2 separate regions of the Mus musculus genome follow, and region 1 is linked to region 2. A link is a contact called in public HiChIP or PLAC-seq data. All regions are on one chromosome and are shown on one strand. Each heading gives the region's core, a stretch centred on a gene start, on an enhancer-like site or on the middle of the called end of the contact. The rest is flanking DNA. Distances are from core to core; before and after follow the strand shown. Region 1 has its middle 48 kb from the start of Gm29952. Region 2 overlaps Actn1 (actinin, alpha 1).

The links. HiChIP or PLAC-seq counts read pairs in DNA pulled down with a chosen protein or histone mark.
Region 1: a contact with region 2 is called in an H3K27ac HiChIP or PLAC-seq map of embryonic stem cells, with 6 read pairs. The contact joins two enhancer-like sites. A contact is called at or near these places in 5 of 484 Hi-C or Micro-C datasets (the N1E-115 cell line and embryonic stem cells), 4 of 115 datasets of contacts at active chromatin or transcription factors (all in embryonic stem cells) and 2 of 9 other capture datasets (adipose tissue and pancreatic islet).

What each region holds. Positions count from the first base shown.
Region 1 is chr12:80,317,649-80,320,786 of GRCm38.p6, forward strand. No RefSeq gene overlaps it. Among named protein-coding and RNA genes, the nearest start is that of Gm29952, 48 kb to the left of the region's middle. Within about 2 kb of position 1,618, at least 66 of the 459 cell types and tissues checked have an H3K27ac peak or open chromatin away from gene starts, as enhancers often do. A contact at or near this core is called in adipose tissue and embryonic stem cells, where this site is marked.
Region 2 is chr12:80,166,280-80,169,883 of GRCm38.p6, forward strand. It overlaps Actn1 (actinin, alpha 1), which reads right to left. Exons shown (of 21, transcript NM_134156.3): 20 at 2,579-2,737; 21 at 1,263-2,201. The coding sequence ends at 2,043. Among named protein-coding and RNA genes, the nearest start is that of 2310015A10Rik, 35 kb to the left of the region's middle. Within about 2 kb of position 1,977, at least 235 of the 459 cell types and tissues checked have an H3K27ac peak or open chromatin away from gene starts, as enhancers often do. A contact at or near this core is called in adipose tissue and embryonic stem cells, where this site is marked.

The DNA.
Region 1 (3,138 bases), core at 368-2,867, 150 kb after region 2:
ATGGTTTACATCCATACACATAGGCAAGGGGTGCACATAAAACAAATCTAATCATAATTCACGGTTCAAACTCTAGGCCTTGAAAGAACCTAGTGGGGAAACCCCCACTCAATTTCCGTTCGGCGCGCACCCAAGAATCACAAACAGACGACCATCTTGATGTAAAAGCATGAGGTAGTTTAATGATGGAGCTCCAGGCCGACACATATCTCCCATAGGAGACAGAGGTGTCGACCACATGGTGGAGCCATAATGGCGGAGCTCCGGTTCGAAACGTATCTCACACAGGAGACAGTGGTTTCGACCCTGAGGCTTGGAAGCTAGGGGTTTTTATAGAAAAGGGGTGAGGCTGGGGGAGGAATTGGCGCAGTTTTACATGATTGGTCCATTTAAACATCAACAGACTGTCAGAAGGGTGGGAGATAGGGTGGCACCAGGCCAGTCAGGACATGTAACAAAGGGCCTGCCTGGGCATGTCTTGGCCTGTTCTGCTATGTTCTCAGCCCCAGGTTTTAAAGCTCATAAACAACTCTTTGGGCTATTTGACATAAATTACATGAATCACATGTCTCAAGTTTTATTTCCTTTTAGTCTATCACTTGCTATTGTTGCTCTATCTCTTGTTACATGACTTTGAACATGCTCCTTAATCTCTTGTGTATTTGGACAACAGCAGGTCAGCAGGCCCTATGAAGACTTGCTAAGAGTTGTTGTTGTTTTTTTCTGAGACGGGGCATCATGTAGATTTCACTATGTAGTTGATGCTCTTACCTCTATGGCCCAGCTCCTGGACTTGCAGGCGTGCACCGCCGACGCTTAACTCTGGCATGTTCAGTTTTATGTGCTTTACCTGACACACGATGAGCCTTCAATAAATCATAACTGCAATTAAAGTAGCAAAGAAGCAATATCAAAGCCTTCCAGAGATTCCCAGAAGACCCCAGGTCCCTTCCTTTGAAGAAGATGGTGGTGCTATGGGGTTTGTAGTCAGAGACCACTGTAACCTACCTGGATAAGCAGTCCCTGGGCTGCATCCCATACAGGGTCTGGGAATTTATTATGGTAACAGTAATGACTCTTTATGCTTCTATAGCACTTGTGGGTTTATAGCGTGCTTTGGGTAGCTTCTTAAAAAGGCTTCATTTTAATGCCATTTTAGAGAAAAAGAAACTGGGAGAGGCAGGGGTAGGGCTGAAGGAGGATTCACAGCTAGCAGAAGACTGAAATCCAGGTTGGCAGACTCCAGTTACAGTAACTCTGAGCTCTCCCATCTGGTCTTGCCTCTTACTCTAGAAAGACTAAGTTATATATTGAGTTTCTATGCTCAGTGCTCAGTATGCAAGGGAGGAAGGCCTGGCAGGCCAGGCTCAAGGTCAAGGCCTGGGGTCTGTCTCATGATAATTAGGACAGTAGGGACAGGCCCTGCTCTCACTAGGTGGGGTCCCTGAGAAGCTGTTGTCTGTACGATGGGTCTTCCTGGACTTACCTGGCCTTAGAGCACAGGAAAGGAAGAGCTGAGTCCCAGGAGGCTCAGCCCACACTATCAGTTAGAGCAGGCTGAAACATTGCTGGCACAGGCCATCAGTGCAGTGCACAATTTCCTGGCAGGCTAGGGTGGGGTATAGGGTAGGGACAGGAAAGAACACAGGGAGTGCCTTGTGGTGACTGGAGTGTTCCATGTCTGGGGTAGGGTTCCACAGGCATGTGATGTAAAAAAAACCACCGGAATTTCTACTGGAATTCTTTCCTGAAGATCAGTGCACTTTACAGAATATAGGTTGCAACTCCATTTTCAAGTATTCCAGAGGCAGAAGCAGGAAGACTGTCATAAATTCAAGGCTAATTTGTTCTATATCGAGAGTTGCAGAATAGCTGGGACTATATAGCTAGACCCTGTCTCAAAACTAACTAACTAACTAACTAACTAACTAACTAGTATATTATAAAAACAAAACAAAACTCAACCTTTCTCCAAAGTATTCTCCTGTGTTCTTTAACCCCAAAGTAAAGAATGTAGTTTTGCTGGGTGGTGGAGACACAGGCCTTTAATCCCAGCACTGAGAGGCAGAGGCAGGTGGATCTCTGACTTCCAGGACAGTTTTGGTCTACAGAGTGAGCTCCAGGACAGCCAGGACTACACAGAGAAATCTGTCTCAAACCAAACCAAACCCAAACCCAAACCCAAACCAAACCAGAACAAAACATCAATGTAGCTTGTGCTGAAGTGAGGACTGAAGTGTGAAGAGTCACAGTGCAGGGAGCATAGAAGCTTCCTGGGTCTCCTGAGTAAGGCAGTAGCTGGGCCCCATGTGGCAGCGGGATCTATGGTGTGCATTATGGAAGCTTTGAGGGTCCGTTTCAGGCGACACTGTTTTCCTTCCATAGTTGAACTACTGTTCAGGCAGACAGTTCTCTCCAGCAAGAGCTGAGGCAGCATTTTCTTTCTTCCCCCTTCTTGCTGATGGCTGTCGGTTTTGAGACCATTGTTGTTCCGGCTGTGTTCTCAGTCATCTACACGTAAATAGGAAGCAGATTTCCCACCAGCAGATCTGAGGATGAAAGGGTCTCTCTCCGCATCTATTTCTAACCCACGTGTTCAATAAAAACCCAGCCTGTAAGCAACCATAAGCCTCTGTGCGTTGAATGAATAGTGGTTAGTAGCAGGTGACAAAAGGTGCAGGCCTTTCTCCATGAGCTCCAGGCTAGCCTGGTCTACACACGCAAATTCTGGGCCAGCTGGGACTACACAGTGAGAGCAGTCTCAAAACAAACAGATGTAAGAGGAAGGGTGGGTATCGGTGCCTGCTGCTGAGCCTTGCAACCTGAGTTTGATACCCAGGACCCACAGGGCAGAAAGAGAGGGTTTCTTTCCGCAGTTGTTCTCTGTGTGGTACGTGTGCCCTTCCCCCACAAAAAAATAATAAATGTAAAACAACATGCAAGGGGAAAGGTCATAATAACTGAAGTGAGATGTTTTTGTTTATCTCTTGGAATTAACTAGAACTAGACAGTAAAAAATAATTATAATGGGTTTTAACAATACACTCGATTGAACACACACTAATTTTTCTTCTTTTGAGGCTGTGACCATAAGGTCTTCTTAAAAATCCTGTTCGAGAGGTGTTTAAAAATAATAGG
Region 2 (3,604 bases), core at 727-3,226:
AAACCAGGACCACCCTACTACTAGTGCTTTCTCCACAGACATAGATTATCTTCCACGATTCCTACTTTTTTAAGGGTAAATGCATAAGTTTCCCAAGGTAAGAGCCAATCCCTCACCTAGGATATCCTCAGTGGCCCAGAGGCCAGACCAGACTGAGAGCTCAAGAATGTCCCCTGAACCAATCCCTACAAGGTTTCACCATAGACTTCTCTAGCTTAGCCCAGAAAGTTCAGATGGCTTTAGTCCCCCTAAATGCAGTTAATACTAAGGATTATCCTATTTAAAGAAAAAAATCTTAAATGTATTTCTTTAGTGTGTGCGAGCATGTGTGTGCACATCCACGTGTCAGATGACCACTTTTGAGAGCTGGTTCTCTTTACCATGTGGGTCTCAGGGATCAAACTTGGGCCTTCAGGCTTGGCGGTAGGGGCCTACCCATTGACCTACTTTCAAGTGATTCTCCCTTCTGAACAGAATCTTTAGATTGGCCACAGCCAACACTCATGCTCCATACCCATTTACCATCACTTTATAACAGCACCACTTAATGAATGGGAACCTGGCAAAGAGCCAGCCCACCATTTTCAGGAGGCACAGCCAGGGATTTTAAAACCGCCCCCAGGCAGAACTCCCCAACTCGACATATCTCTACTTGCAAAGTTATTTTAACCATGATCGCTCTTGCTCTGCTCTGTAGTCTTGGAAATTCTAACAACAGGCTCCCACCACCACCATATATTCTTAGACAACAAATGATAAATTGGAGCTTATCATCATATATGTTTGGATATGGGGGGAATGCTGGCAATCTGCATTGTCATTGAGTCCCTGCAATGACCAACAGCTACTATCTGTGGCACATTTTGGGGTCTCAAGGGATTGAATTCAGGGCCTGGCATAGGCTGGTTGTACACCCTGCCACCAAGCCCCAGTACTCTATGGAACACTTAGAGTAGGAAAGAGGACTACAACCCTGACACAATCCAAGCTGTCCCCTGCAGCAAAAACAAAATGGTCGGGGTCACAGAGAAGTCACAGACAGCCACAGAGAACCAAGAAAGCTGGGGGTTTTCGTCAGGGGCTCTTTCATGCGCTTGTTAGCTTTCCCCTGTACATAGAGGAGGCCATCTTCTCCTCTTAAAGAAGTGAGAATGTACCAAACCAGGCTCAGAAATCTAGAGGTGGGTGAGGACAGGTACCCCACACCATTCTTGACACAACCCACCCCCACTTCTGGAAGTCAGCCAAAGGAACAAGCAAAGTAATGTCACGGGAGTGTTGTTTTAATACAGTCTGTGCCAAGCAACATCATAATCTCCAAGTTTGTCCTATCTTTAATAGGCAATATTCAAAATTAAAAAACATAACAACTCTGCAGTCATAAAACAGGCCAGCCACACTTTTGAAGAGACTGAAAAATGAGAAGCCATGAATTATCTTCTTTGAAAAGCAGCCATTTCAAAAGGTTTTCTTTAATATCATAAAATATTCTCATGGACAAGTGAGCTAGCAAACACACATGCACCAATGTGCCTCTGATGAGAGTACCCACCTACCCCACCCCCAAGTGGGCATGAAATTAGAGAAATGAATACAGCAGACAGAACAGGTAGGAGGAAAAAACTTCAGTAAAAAGAATGGAATATAACTTTGTGCTTGGTTATTTTCCTATGTCACAACAAAAACATTTCGGTGCAAATAGTTAATTTTTCCTCTTTTCCATTTAAGACTGGTGGAGAAAAAAATACTTTTTTTTTTATAATAAAATATGTAGTTTTTTGTTTGTTTTTTTTTTTCTTTTTAAAATTTTTTTTTAACGTAACTTTTTTTTTATCCTTTTTTGCAGAAAATAATTTTGTAAACTGTCACTTTGTGGGCAGGGAGGCTTGATGCCGCCTGGGTCGGAGCTCTGCCCCCTTGGTGGCTGAGCTGAAAATAATGAACCCAGCCAGCCAGACTGGGCGGAGGAGGAGGAGGAGCAGGGTGGGGCGCACGCGCAGAAGGCCGGGGGTGGGGGGGTGGTGGAGGGAGGCAGGGGCGGGTTAGAGGTCGCTCTCGCCATACAGTGCCGTGGAGAAGGACATGTAGTCTAAAGCACCGGGCACGGAGTCGGGGCCCGCGTAGGGGGCCATTCTTGCGATGCAGTACTCGGCTTGGTCAGGGGGCAGCTCACGGCGCAGCTCATCCTCTGTGATGTAATTCTGCGGAGAAAGCATGGTCAGGGTCGGAAACCTCGGCAGCGGCCGGAAAGCAACGCGGCGTTGCCGCAACTATTAGGTCGTAAACTTGCCGGGAATGTTAAGTACCCGTGTTCTAATTTCCTCGCTCTACTTGATCTGTAGAATACGTGCGTGCATACATATAACAGAGACATCCGTGTGTATGTACATATATATATTTAAGTGCATATTATATATTTACAAGTAATATATCACTTGTATATGGTATTTTAAACACGTCACGTTTTCCATTTTAGTATCTACTTCAACTTCCTTCCAAACCTATTTCACTCGGACTTTTTCATTCATCCTACCGATTTACAGTAACCACCCACTGTCTCAGCGTCAGCACATCCTACCTTATCTCCAGCCAGGATCTTGAAGGAAGCCATGACCTGATCTGCAGTATCAGTATCTGCCGTCTCTCGGGACATAAAGTCGATGAAGGCCTGGAACGTCACTACCCCCAAGCGGTTGGGGTCTACAATGCTCATGATTCGGGCAAACTCTGCCTCTCCCTGGAGGAGACAACCAACCCACACCTGTCACCCTAACGGCCTACTGGGGCATCTCAAGTGTACCTCCAGCTCCAAGTTGCCTATGGTTGGAACAGGAGGCACAACAGACATCTGATCTGGCTTGGGTTGCCCCAGGGTGAGAAAGTGACCCAAACGTTGTGAGTCTCAGGACTTCCCACCCCCTGCAGAGCTCTGGGTTTCACTTACAGAAAATGATGGGTAGTATTAATTATAATGACGATAACTTCAACAATGGCTAACTAACACTCATACAGCATGTATTATATAGGCCAGCTAATATTCTAAATTCATCTTATCATCACAACTGAATAAAATCATAGTATTCCCATTGTATGGGAAATCTGAGGCCCAGACAGGGTAAGTGACTTACCCAAGGTCACATGGCTAGGAGGTAGGGAGCTAGGATTAGGACGCAGGCAGTCTAGCTCCAACATATGCTGTTTCCTTAACATGACAAGTGTGCCAGACAAGTACGCAGTCCTTGTGATCACTTTATTTAACTCTTACAACCACGTTGTGAGGTTTCCTCACTACATCTGAGACCACAAGCTTTGATAGCAATGTGGAATTTACGGAGTATACTTCTAGTCTAGCCTTTAACCCTGCTGGGCATCCCATGGGCTCTGTACTTGGTTCAGTGGACACCTGTCTATCCAGCTAAGGTCCTATCCAGCTCAGCTGGATGCAGAGGGGACAAAACAAGGTTAGCGAGAGGCCTGGGTCAAGACCGAGTGGTGGCAGGTCTGGATGGAGCTACTACCAGGGCAGAAGTATAAACCACCATTGTCATGTAAGACAAAGTAGAATTATCATTCTATAAACCTTGGGGTTGGCCGTCCACAGCTG